Linked DNA regions of Mus musculus: region 1 is linked to region 2. A link is a contact called in public HiChIP or PLAC-seq data. All regions are on one chromosome and are shown on one strand. Each heading gives the region's core, a stretch centred on a gene start, on an enhancer-like site or on the middle of the called end of the contact. The rest is flanking DNA. Distances are from core to core; before and after follow the strand shown. Region 1 has its middle 21 kb from the start of Gm46937. Region 2 holds the start of Clnk (cytokine-dependent hematopoietic cell linker).

Region 1 (5,526 bases), core at 1,676-4,175, 230 kb before region 2:
CTTAGACTGGTGTTCCTGGGTTCTATAAGAAAGCAGGCTGAGCAAGTCGTGAGGAGCAGGGCAGTAAGCAGCACCCATCCATGTCTTCTGCATCATCTCCTACCTCCAGGTTCCTGCTGTGTGTGAGTTCCTGTCCTGACTTCCTTTAATTATGAATAGAAATATGAAAGTATAAACCAAATAAACCCTCTCCTCCCTAATTTTCTTTTTGGTAATGGTATTTTGTAACAGCAATGGAAACCCTAAGTAAAACAGTCCCTAAATGTACTATTCTTGTGATTTTAGTTTCTGTAGCTCTGCTTCTTGATAACTGAGCTGTGACTCTCAGAATGTAGATTTTGTGCATAAAAGACAAAGGGCTATAAGCCTCAGGGCTGCATGATTTGGGCAAGTTCCCAATGCAACCACCAGTCAGCAATAAATACATTCTGTTTGTTTTAGGAGTGTCTATGAGGTGGTCTCTAGAGAGCTTAACCCACAGTAAATTATGGATTAATAATGGAATAATGGGCAGGACCACAATTTGACTGGGAAATTATATATATGTGTGTGTGTGTGTGTGTGTGTGTGTGTGTGTGTGTGTGTGTGTGTATGTGTGTGTGTGTGTGTGTGTGTGTGTGTGTGTGTGTGTGTGTGTGTGTGTGTGTATGTGTAAAATTCTGGTCTTCTACTTAAACCATAACTTCAAATAAAGTATTTCAAAATAGGTCTGGGGTAGGTGGGGAAATCACTAGACCTCTTTATCTTTTTCCCCAATTTGGCCACATTAATACAGATTTTTCCTGCATTTCACTTAGAAATGAAGTTCTATGTTGGACTGTTGATCCTGGAATCACTTATTTCTGTTTCTCATATAAAGCCTGTTTTATAAGAAAGGTAAACTCCTTACTACACGAACCATGTGGAATATTCATTTTTCACAGTCCCTGCTATGGAAACCATCCAATTATGGGAAATTCCTTACTCACGGCATCCATAAGAACTGAACCAGAAAAAAGACACATGGATTGGCAAGGCAGCCAATCCATGAACTAGCAGGATCTTGCTATTGAGCAAAGGCATTGTTGTCAAAGGAAGCTGCTGCTGCTCAAAGCCATAACAGGTGTATATTAAAGGGTACATGCCAAAATGATGAATTACCTGTGATGTGGAGACAAACATAAAGGGCAAGAAGAGCCTTCTGACTGCAAGGGGAAGTTGGATCATCTATGAAATATAAAATGGGGTCACCAAGAAAAAGTGAATGACATCATTTAGGCAGAAAAAGACAGAGACAGTAATTAGTCCTTGGATACCTTGGCATCTAAAAGATTCTTAAACTTCTCCACCTCTGTCTGGTTTTTGTCTATATGTATCTTCACAGCAGACTTTCCACTTGTGGTGGCTGGAATGGGACCCATTACGTTGGAAGCATGATGTTATTGTGCTTTGGACTAAATGCCGTGATAAGGTCTGCTTTCAGTAAGATTGTCCATAAGTGGCCCTTTCTAAGCAACAGCCTTCAGAATTTTACATTCTCATTATTATATTCCTCCACAGGCTTGAGGATAAGATTTTTTGGTTGTTTTTTTTTTTCTTAAATGTTTTGTCCCAAATTAATAGCAGTCTTGATTTCACCTTTCCATGGAAGCAATATAGACTTATTACAGACAATTTGAAAACTATAAAAAATGAGAGTAGGGAAAATATTCCAGACTAGAAACAGCCAGTATTAACATTATAACACACTCTGTCTGATTTGCTTTTTAAAACTATATTTATTCTTAAATTATTTGATTTTTGTTCAACATTACCTCGTGGATATTTCAAAGTATCATAAAATGTTTTCAAGACATTGAGCTGCTGTTGAGTGGCATGGGAATGGAGCACGTGATTTACTCAAACAGTTCTCTATTGAACGTGTAGAGAGAGCAGCATCCATCACTGCCTGCCAGTCTTGGATCCCACAGGATGCCAAGGAAAGAATATCAAGTGACACAGTGGGCCAGGAGCAAAGAAGAGTCTCCACCACCAGCCTTCTTTCAGAGAATCCCAGGTGACTAGTGACTTGTGTTAAGCTCCAGCAAATTTCCCAGAATCCAGTGCTTCAGCTCCCTCATCTCTGAAACAGTAAGCAAAGTCTACTCTGTAGGTTGTGAAAGAATTGAACTGAGTAACATCTGAAAAACAGTCTGCAAAGGTGCCCGACCTGTCAAATCACAATTACATTGTTGTCCTATCAAGAGAACAATGGTCGCTTTCCTATCTTTGGCTTTTAGTGGGCATACCCCTTTAATCAAATCATTGGCTCTATCTTGTTTACTTTAAATGCCTTGCTCACAATGGGAGCAAGAGGGACCTACCTTGATAATGAGTTCAGAGGCTGAAGCGTTTAGAGGCTGTACAGTGTGGTGTGGTGAGAAGTGTCTGGCTGTATTTGTGTTGCTGTGATAAACACCTCAGTGAAAAGATTTAGAAGACAAAAGGTTTTATTTGGTTTACAATCTCATGTAGTTGGTTTGTCATTTCAGGGAAGTCAAATCATCTAGGCACACCTGTACACAAGAGATGAGATCAAATAGGTGTATGCATACTTACTACTCAGTGCACGCCCTCTGCTCCTACTCAGTTCTGATCCATTTTCAGGCTGAGTCTTCCCACATCCATTAACCTATTCAAGACAATTCCTCAGGTGTGCCCACAGACTAATCTGCTCTAGAAAATTCCTCGATGAGACTCTTTCTACACTGTGACAAATGACAATTAAATGTAATCATCATGAAGAATGACTCCTAAAGCTATAAGTGCTAATACCCAATCTGTGAATATGATCTTATTTAGAAAATGGGTTTTACCCAAGTAATTTCATGATAACACCATCCTGGATTTAAAGTGGACCCTGTATCAATAGTAGTTATCCTATGTGATAATAGAGACAAAGATGGAGGCAATGTAGCTACAAGATAAGAAACTCATAGAACCACCAGAAAATAAATGAAGCAAAGAATCATCCTTTCTGAGAGCTTTTGCCAAAAACTCAGCCCTATTATCAACTTCATTTCTGAACTCTGGAACTATAAGAAAATATATCTTTGATTCTTTGTGGTTTGTGGTAATTTATAAGGAAGAATCTAGGAGATGGATCTATACATAGAAAAGGGTCCCTTAGAGAACTCCATGACATGCTCTGCATCTCCAGAGAGGTCCTATTGTAGGGAGGAAGGGAGGTTTTGGCATCACATAGGCAAAAATGGATGAATGGCCATCAGTGTCAGGAGACATACTTGGTGACTACTCTCTCTAGCAGTCTTGCATTTTAGCCCTATGGGTGTTAAAAGGAATCCTTTGCTCTTTGTCGGTCGTCATCCTTCCTTTCTTCCTTTTAGTTGCATGGAATGCAAGAGAGAAGCCCCGGTAACTACAATAAACTTGTTTTGCTTTCATCTTTAAACCCATCTCACATATCTGCTCAGAGGGCAAGAATGAACTTCTTTTTTATGAGGGAATAGATATATTTAACTGTGCACACACCTACCCTCATTTTCCCCGCTTCATGTTCTTGCACCTTGCTCTTAGATGGTTTCGTAAGGTGCCTGCCCTGACATGGGTTCCTGTGATCTCAGCATGGAATGCAGGGCATTTGCCTGGGGCTTAGTATTTGAAACTGTTTTATCTGTGTCTCTAAATGCTTACCCAACTACGTTTCTAATCCATCTCTTGTCTGGGGCTCCCTTAAAACTACCGTCCTCCTTCACCTGCAACTGGAAGTGCACTTCAAACCTCATGGCATTGTACCAGTAAACACTGAACAGTTAGTAACATGACAGCGTGGGTGTGAACTCTCATCCCATAAAATAACTAATAAAACTACAAAAGCAGAGTGATGCTTCATTGTGTCTTTATCCACTGTAGTTTTTATGCAATGGCAATTTTCCATTTGCAGAACTTTGCCTTTCCAAAGTCATCTATGCCTGCAACCTCTCATTATTTTAAAAGGAATGACTGACTTTAGTACTACTTGCTAAGTAAGGACAGTGATTCCATATTCCTAATTAATATCTGTTCAGCTGGATCATAATAACCTGGGAGGTACAAGTGGTAAATTTTAGTGGGTGATTCTTAACCCAGAGCTCTATGTATTAAGAGTTTCCTTAAAACACTCACACATGCACACACACACACACACACACACTCACTCATGCATCTCATGCATATATACAACATGTGCAAATGTACATATGCATATTGATTATATATTCACACATTCAAGTATATATGCACACAGATATGCACATATATAAAAGTATGTGCATATGCATTTATGCACATATGCACACATGTGCATGCACACATGTGCACATAAAGACACATGCATACATATGCAAAGGAGTACACGTGCATATACACACACACATACATGCTCACAATACCAACACACATGTATGTGCACATATACACATACATGTGCATATACATACAGCATACACACAGTTATTAAAGGAAATGTGTGCATCATTTACTTGTAGCCTTGTGTTTTGTGATGATATTAACATAAGTTCTCATAATGAACATCCACTTTCATGATGTTTACTTCTCAGCCCCAAGATAAATGCTTCCTGTATATCTGACCCTCAGTTCTTGAAGATGTGCCTGCACCTAAGTGCCTTGGAGGTGTGCAGGTAACCAACTTTAAAATGGATGCTACTTCAGAGCCCAGGCAAGACTTAAACAAAGATGTGAATGAGGCAAAAGAGAAAGACACCGTGCTGGCTTATCCTATCATTCCTTTCAGGTGGTATGGATACAACAACTTTTAAATGATAAAAGTATCATTCTTCTAACTCATTGTATTGGAAGTATGCAGGATATGTATGAAAAATGGCATATTTAATTGTTTATTTGTGGTTTTTAAATACTCGGCCTATGCTACGAAAGCCTATATTTTCTAGGATGTCCTCAGTATCACAAGGAATAATTTAATTAGCCTAGAATGTAGTAGAATGTCTCATCAAGCAGGATATGGCTTTGGGATTTAGTTCACAGTGGTTCTGAATTTGAGAAAGACCAGTGCTAGTTATCAGGACCTACCTCTTCTTATATGTATGAGACAGAAAACTATTTGGCAGAACATCCATGAAACCAAACAAGTTTATCATGGGTGTCTTAGGCAGAAGTTAGTTTGACTGGACTCAGTGGTCTGTGGAGAACACCAGTGATGGAGACACCAGGAAAGGCTGTGGGAGACATGACTGGGGGTTTTAGTAATTGAAATACAAGAGACATGATTGGCCCCCAAGGTTTTAGTTTTTCTATCCTACAAGTAAAAATGTAAATAAGCCTTCCTCCATAGAAGAAGAAAGCAGGGAGCACCAGAGATCACCACAGAGGAAAAAATGTGTGAGTGAATACAAGAAATGCCTGCAAAGTATGGGCATCAGTTTCCACAACTTCAGAGAAACACCATGGCATGGATATCAAAAGCCCCGGCTTAGGGATGCACCGCTTTGTAGTTAAAACCAACACCCAAGGTCAAGATAGAAGAAAGCT
Region 2 (5,243 bases), core at 332-2,831:
TACTTGTCTGCATTTCACTTTTGAGAAAGTGTCTCCATACTCACTCTGGATGAAACAAACCAGGAGTCTAACCTTGGTCAATGAGATCTGAACAAACAGAATGCTAACAGAGACTTAAGAAAGGTGTGTGTGTATGGCTTCCACCCTCTTGTACTCAAATGTCAGGAAAATGAGCCTTGGACAGCCTGCAGAGGGATGAGGGGCAGCTTGGAGGGATAAGGGGCAGTTTGGAGGCCCTCCAATGGGTGAAGAATGTCCTTTCAAATTTTTTATTTAGTAGTCCTTATCCCTAGTATATCAAAATGTGACCTATATGGACAAAGGTTTTTACAGAGACGTAAGTTTAAAATGAGGTCAGAGTGTAAGCCCTGATCCAGATTGCCTGGTTCCTTTAAAAAGGAGAAATTTGAATAGACACATAGAGGATGCTGTGTGAAAAGAAAGACAGCCATCTACAAACTTAGAAGGTGCCAAATACACATCTCTCCCTCAAGAGGCCCAGAAGAAACCAAAAATGCTTGATCTTGGATTTCCAGCTTCCAGAACTGGGAGACAATACATTCTACTCTGTAGGCCACTACTTTCCGTGGGACACTGGTGTGCAAAGCCTAACAAACTTATACAGGTCTAGACCAAAACAACCAACTAACTAACCTGACTCACAAAACAGTAAACACATCTTGTTAAGCCCCAGATGCAGTAAAGGCTCACTGATAAAGAGAATGAATGGGCATCAGTTTTCACAATTGCAAAATGAAAAAGAATATTCTTCTCACGTAGTTACTGGCAAATTAAACAGGTTGATACCTAAATCTGCTTAGTGCAAGGCTTGGCTCATAATTAACACCCCTTAAGAGCTTATTTTAGTGTTTCCTTCATTAAGTCAAAGCCAGAGCTATCTCCCCTCCCCCCAAAGAAATAAACTTTTTTGAATTTATCCTAAACAATGTAGGAATTTGTTATAAATTTCAACATCAATAAAATCCATTTAAATAACATTAAATCCTCAAGGACCACTGCAGTGGGCACTCCAGAGGACAGCTTAAAAGGATTAAGGTTAAGGAAGAAACAGATTGGCATATATTGAGTCTGTAATGTGTGCTCCAAATATGCTACATGACTTTGCGCATGGATATGAGAATTACCTATGATCCCATTTTCAATAACAAACAGAGCAAGAATAGGAGCCAACCACTTCTCTTCTGCGTCTGGGTGCTTTCTGAATAATCCCCGAGAGGCTGCATGTGTCTGAGGAGCTTAGGGAGGCCTGCAGTCACAAGACAGTCCATATGTCCGCCAGGCAAAGCTCACTTTGAGTCGCTCAGCAGTCTACTGCCACATGTTCTGACTCTTGTGAAGGGATGCACACGAATCTGTATGACACGACGTCAGGTCAGCTTTGACAGCCTCCACACCTTCAAAGCTAGTACCACAGTTCACAAAGAGGAAGTCTGGCCTGCTACGAGGCCAAACTGCCCAGGTCTGTGGCTGCGTTTCTCGGAAAACCAAAACTAACAGGCACATACAAGGCACTCTCTGCTGAAGGACTCTGCTGAGGGGAGAGAACATGTCAACTCTATCTTACAGAGTGCTCCAGGATGCGACCGTGGACCCCCTTTCCAGGAGCTAGCCGTCTCAACACTGAGCCCTTGACTAAAGGAAGACTGAGCAGGTAAACTAAACAGAACAGCTCTGTCTTAGCATGTGTCTCTTGGTTCACACTGTCATGGTGACCATTAGAAAGAGCTTCACACAGATAAAGAAAAAGGAGGGTTTTTTTTTTAACATGAAAACCTGAGCATTCCATATGCCATTAAATGGGCAAAAGGGAAGCCAGCTTCTTCAGCCCGGCTTTGAAGACACCTTCATTCTGCTCTGAAAGAACTCCAAATGTCTGCCCAGAAAATAATGTAAGATTAAGGCTTTTCAGTCTATTCTTCCTGCAGCTTAGACACCTCCATCCCCAAGCCTATGTTGCTAAAATCAAGAGACAAAGTCTACCGCCGTGTTTTTAACCTCCATTGGAGGAGCCGCTAGAAAAGCAGCCTCAGAAGAAGGCGCCCATTCAAAGGAGAAGCAAACTCCTTCAGCCCTGGGGAAAGTGTGTGTGTGTGTGTGTGTGTGTGTGTGTGTGTGTGTGTGTGTGTTTTCTTTTGGCTTTGTTGCAGAAGATGGAGGCTTTAGAATAAGGCAAACACCCTCCCTTCCCAGGACAGAGGAGTCTAAGTTAGATTAAGCAAGGATAAAATTCGTACCCTCCATTGGTGCCTGCAGGCAGCTCCTCCAGGTTTTTCTCAGAAGGTTGTGAGAGCAAAGTTGAGTTGGGGGGGGTGGCGAATAAGAAGTGTCATCAAAGTGTAGACACTGGCTCAGGAAGAAAAGTATGACTGGGATTTATTAATAGTTAATTTATGATTTTTATGAGTGTTGTTCTTGTCTAAATTTTAGCACACCCCCCCCCCTCGGTGATGGTGTCCTTTGACTTCCAGGGCTCAGGCAAACTACAGGGAGTGGTCATTGTGAACCCCAGGAAGACAATGGTAGCTCTGGCTAATTGGAGGCACAGCACAGAAACCTTTAGAAATCCTCCCAGAGGCCTCACATAGAATGTACCCTAGAGAGGTATAAAGGAAAGTGCATCGATTTAACTCGGGCTCCAGCCAGCCATGCTCCCTGCATTAACTCACTTAACCCTCCCACCAGCTTTGAGCCTTAGAGGGATCTTGTTCTCTGGTTCACAGATGGGAGCTGCTGTGGTCCAAGGAGTGTGGTCAAGATTGTTTACACAGCAACGGATTCAGTAAACAAAATTCAAACCTAAACTAATTTCACCCAAGTGTTTTTTTTGGGTTTTTTTTTTTTGTTTTGTTTTTTTGTTTTTATTTTTTTTGGCTAAAAGTGACCCGGGTGTGTTTACAGCTTTATAGGATATGTCCTTGAATCCATTCCCAGGAATCTTCTCTGAGCCCAGATGTCTTCATGGTGGCACTTCTGCCCCCTCCCCCACCTGAGAAGATGCCCTCTCAGATGACTCCATGAACAAGGCCATTATAAAGCCAAGGGCTATCACTTTCAGTTCCATCTGGTCAGCTCTAGCCTAAAACTTAGGGGACCACATTTCTGGTTTGCTTTTTATTGAGTTCAGTGCTGCCTAGGAAACTGTAGAATTTGATGTTGACTGAGTGGGTCAGGGGTCAGGGTCCTAACTCTGACACTGAAACTCTGACACTTTGACTGGGTACGTTCTTATTATCTCTATTCCTCAATTCCTGCATTCTTAAAGATCTCTCTCTCTCTCTCTCTTGCACACACACACACACACACACACACACACACACACACACATACACAGGCACACAGACACAGGCACACAGACACAAACACACACAGAGGCGAGGGAGCAGCCCATAGCATGTGTGAAGAGATTAGAAAACAAAGGAGTGTTTCGGTCCTTGTCTTCCAACTTTGCTTGTGGCAGTGTCTTCATTGTTGCTGCTGAGCTTGCTAGCTGGCCCAGGAGTTCCAGGGGATTCTCTTCTCTCTCATCTCATCTCGCCCTGCGAGTGCAGGGATTACAGTCAGTCAGTCACTGCTCCAGCCTTTATGTGAGTTCTGGGAATTTAAACAAAGTCACTTTTAGCCGTTGAGCCATCTTTCCAGCCCAATCTTTATAATGGGACGACATCAACAAAGACCAGATGGACAATTATTTAGTCTTATTAATATTTGTATTAAGTGAAGTACTGTGCATACCTGACATTCAATACATCGTTATAATTATTAGGACACATTCAGTAAACATTTTCTTTTTTTTCTCTGCCACTCCTCTTTCCTGATCTCAAATCAGATCCAACTTCATTCATAAATATTCTACAGCTACCATAGAATTTATCATTATGTATCAATGTGCAAATATTTCATTTTAATGATCTCATTAGAAAACAGAGATACACCAAAGTTCCACAGCCTGGAATAGAGCCTCTGAGTATCTGGGTCCTCATTTACTGATCTTAATAATTAATGAAGTATGGGGGGCAAACAACAACAGCAAAAGATATTAAAGCTGAAACTCAGAGGATTTCACTTGGTTGAACTTCAGGTAAAGTGGAAAGAGTTGGGGCTTTGAGATTTCGCCCTAAACTGGGCATGACGCTAGCATGTGTTAAAATGCCTTCGGGTAAGTGGATTAAACTCTTTGATCTTCACTTACATGCTTCTGGCGTTCAGTCATTTTGACGCTCGGCCGGGTGCTATGAGCTTGACAGCAAACTTAGTTAGCTGCTGAGTCTGAGAAAGAAGAGACTAGCTACCCAGTGAGTGAACAGCCATGTTGTACCATGCTCAAGTTCAAATGCAGGACATCAGAATTCGAGCTGGAAGCATTCTTCTCAGAATGTTGCCACATACATAAAGCAGTCAACATCCCTCACCACGTCAACTGCTAAGTTCTATTAAGGGCAGAGTTCTTCTGGGTTCACTCAGTCATGCCCACCATCCTAGCATGAGATTAAGGGATTAAGTTACTAAACAGAAAGAAGATCTAGCCCAGGCTGGTTTCCAACTCAAAAGATAGCTAAGAATGGCTTTGAATGTCTGACCTTCTAGCCTCGAGCTAAGTGCAGGGATCACGGGCAAGAGCCACACACTCAGTTTTATGTGGCGCTAGGGATCAAACCCTGGAACTCCTGCATACTAGGCAAGTACTCTCCCCACTGACCAAATCCCCAGCCCTGTTCTGGTTAATTTAATCATGTCTTCCAAATACCATCAATTTAGATGGTCATATGGGAAAATGTTGTGCATCAGACAATGACCCTGGTCCTTAGAGTTTATTGAGTGTGCTTACCTACTTCATTCAAGAAAACACCAAGAGCCTAGGATATTCTGTGTACTGTCCATTTCACACATGCATCAGCAATTACACCCAGGTGAACCCATGTCATTGTAGCCCATAACCATGGCTTATATCTACCCATCTGTTTTTGCTTTTAATTAAAAACTGACAAAATACAGTTGCATATATTTATGTGGTACAAGGCAACACTGTGACCCACAAATACAATACGGATGGGCTGGGGAGGTGACTTAGTTTGTGTTTGCCACACAAGCATAAGAAACAGATCTCCAGCACCCATGTAATGGCTGGAGACATGCCAGTTGTGGCAGAGCATGTATGCAGTCCCAGTGCTAGAGAGGCAGGGACAGGAGGAGCCTTGGGGACTGTCAGCCACTCATTTACTTGA

Evidence for each region. HiChIP or PLAC-seq counts read pairs in DNA pulled down with a chosen protein or histone mark.
Region 1: a contact with region 2 is called in an H3K27ac HiChIP or PLAC-seq map of extraembryonic endoderm stem cells, with 4 times the contacts expected there. The contact joins the enhancer-like site here to the promoter of Clnk in region 2. A contact is called at or near these places in 9 of 39 promoter capture datasets (HPC-7-derived erythroid cells, cranial neural crest, embryonic stem cells and 5 more), 1 of 115 datasets of contacts at active chromatin or transcription factors (extraembryonic endoderm stem cells) and 3 of 9 other capture datasets (adipose tissue, liver and pancreatic islet).

Annotation. Positions count from the first base shown.
Region 1 is chr5:39,100,465-39,105,990 of GRCm38.p6, reverse strand. No RefSeq gene overlaps it. Among named protein-coding and RNA genes, the nearest start is that of Gm46937, 21 kb to the right of the region's middle. Within about 2 kb of position 2,925, at least 2 of the 459 cell types and tissues checked have an H3K27ac peak or open chromatin away from gene starts, as enhancers often do. A contact at or near this core is called in extraembryonic endoderm stem cells, where this site is marked.
Region 2 is chr5:38,873,031-38,878,273 of GRCm38.p6, reverse strand. Clnk (cytokine-dependent hematopoietic cell linker) reads left to right here and starts at 1,581. Exons shown (of 19, transcript NM_013748.3): 1 at 1,581-1,672.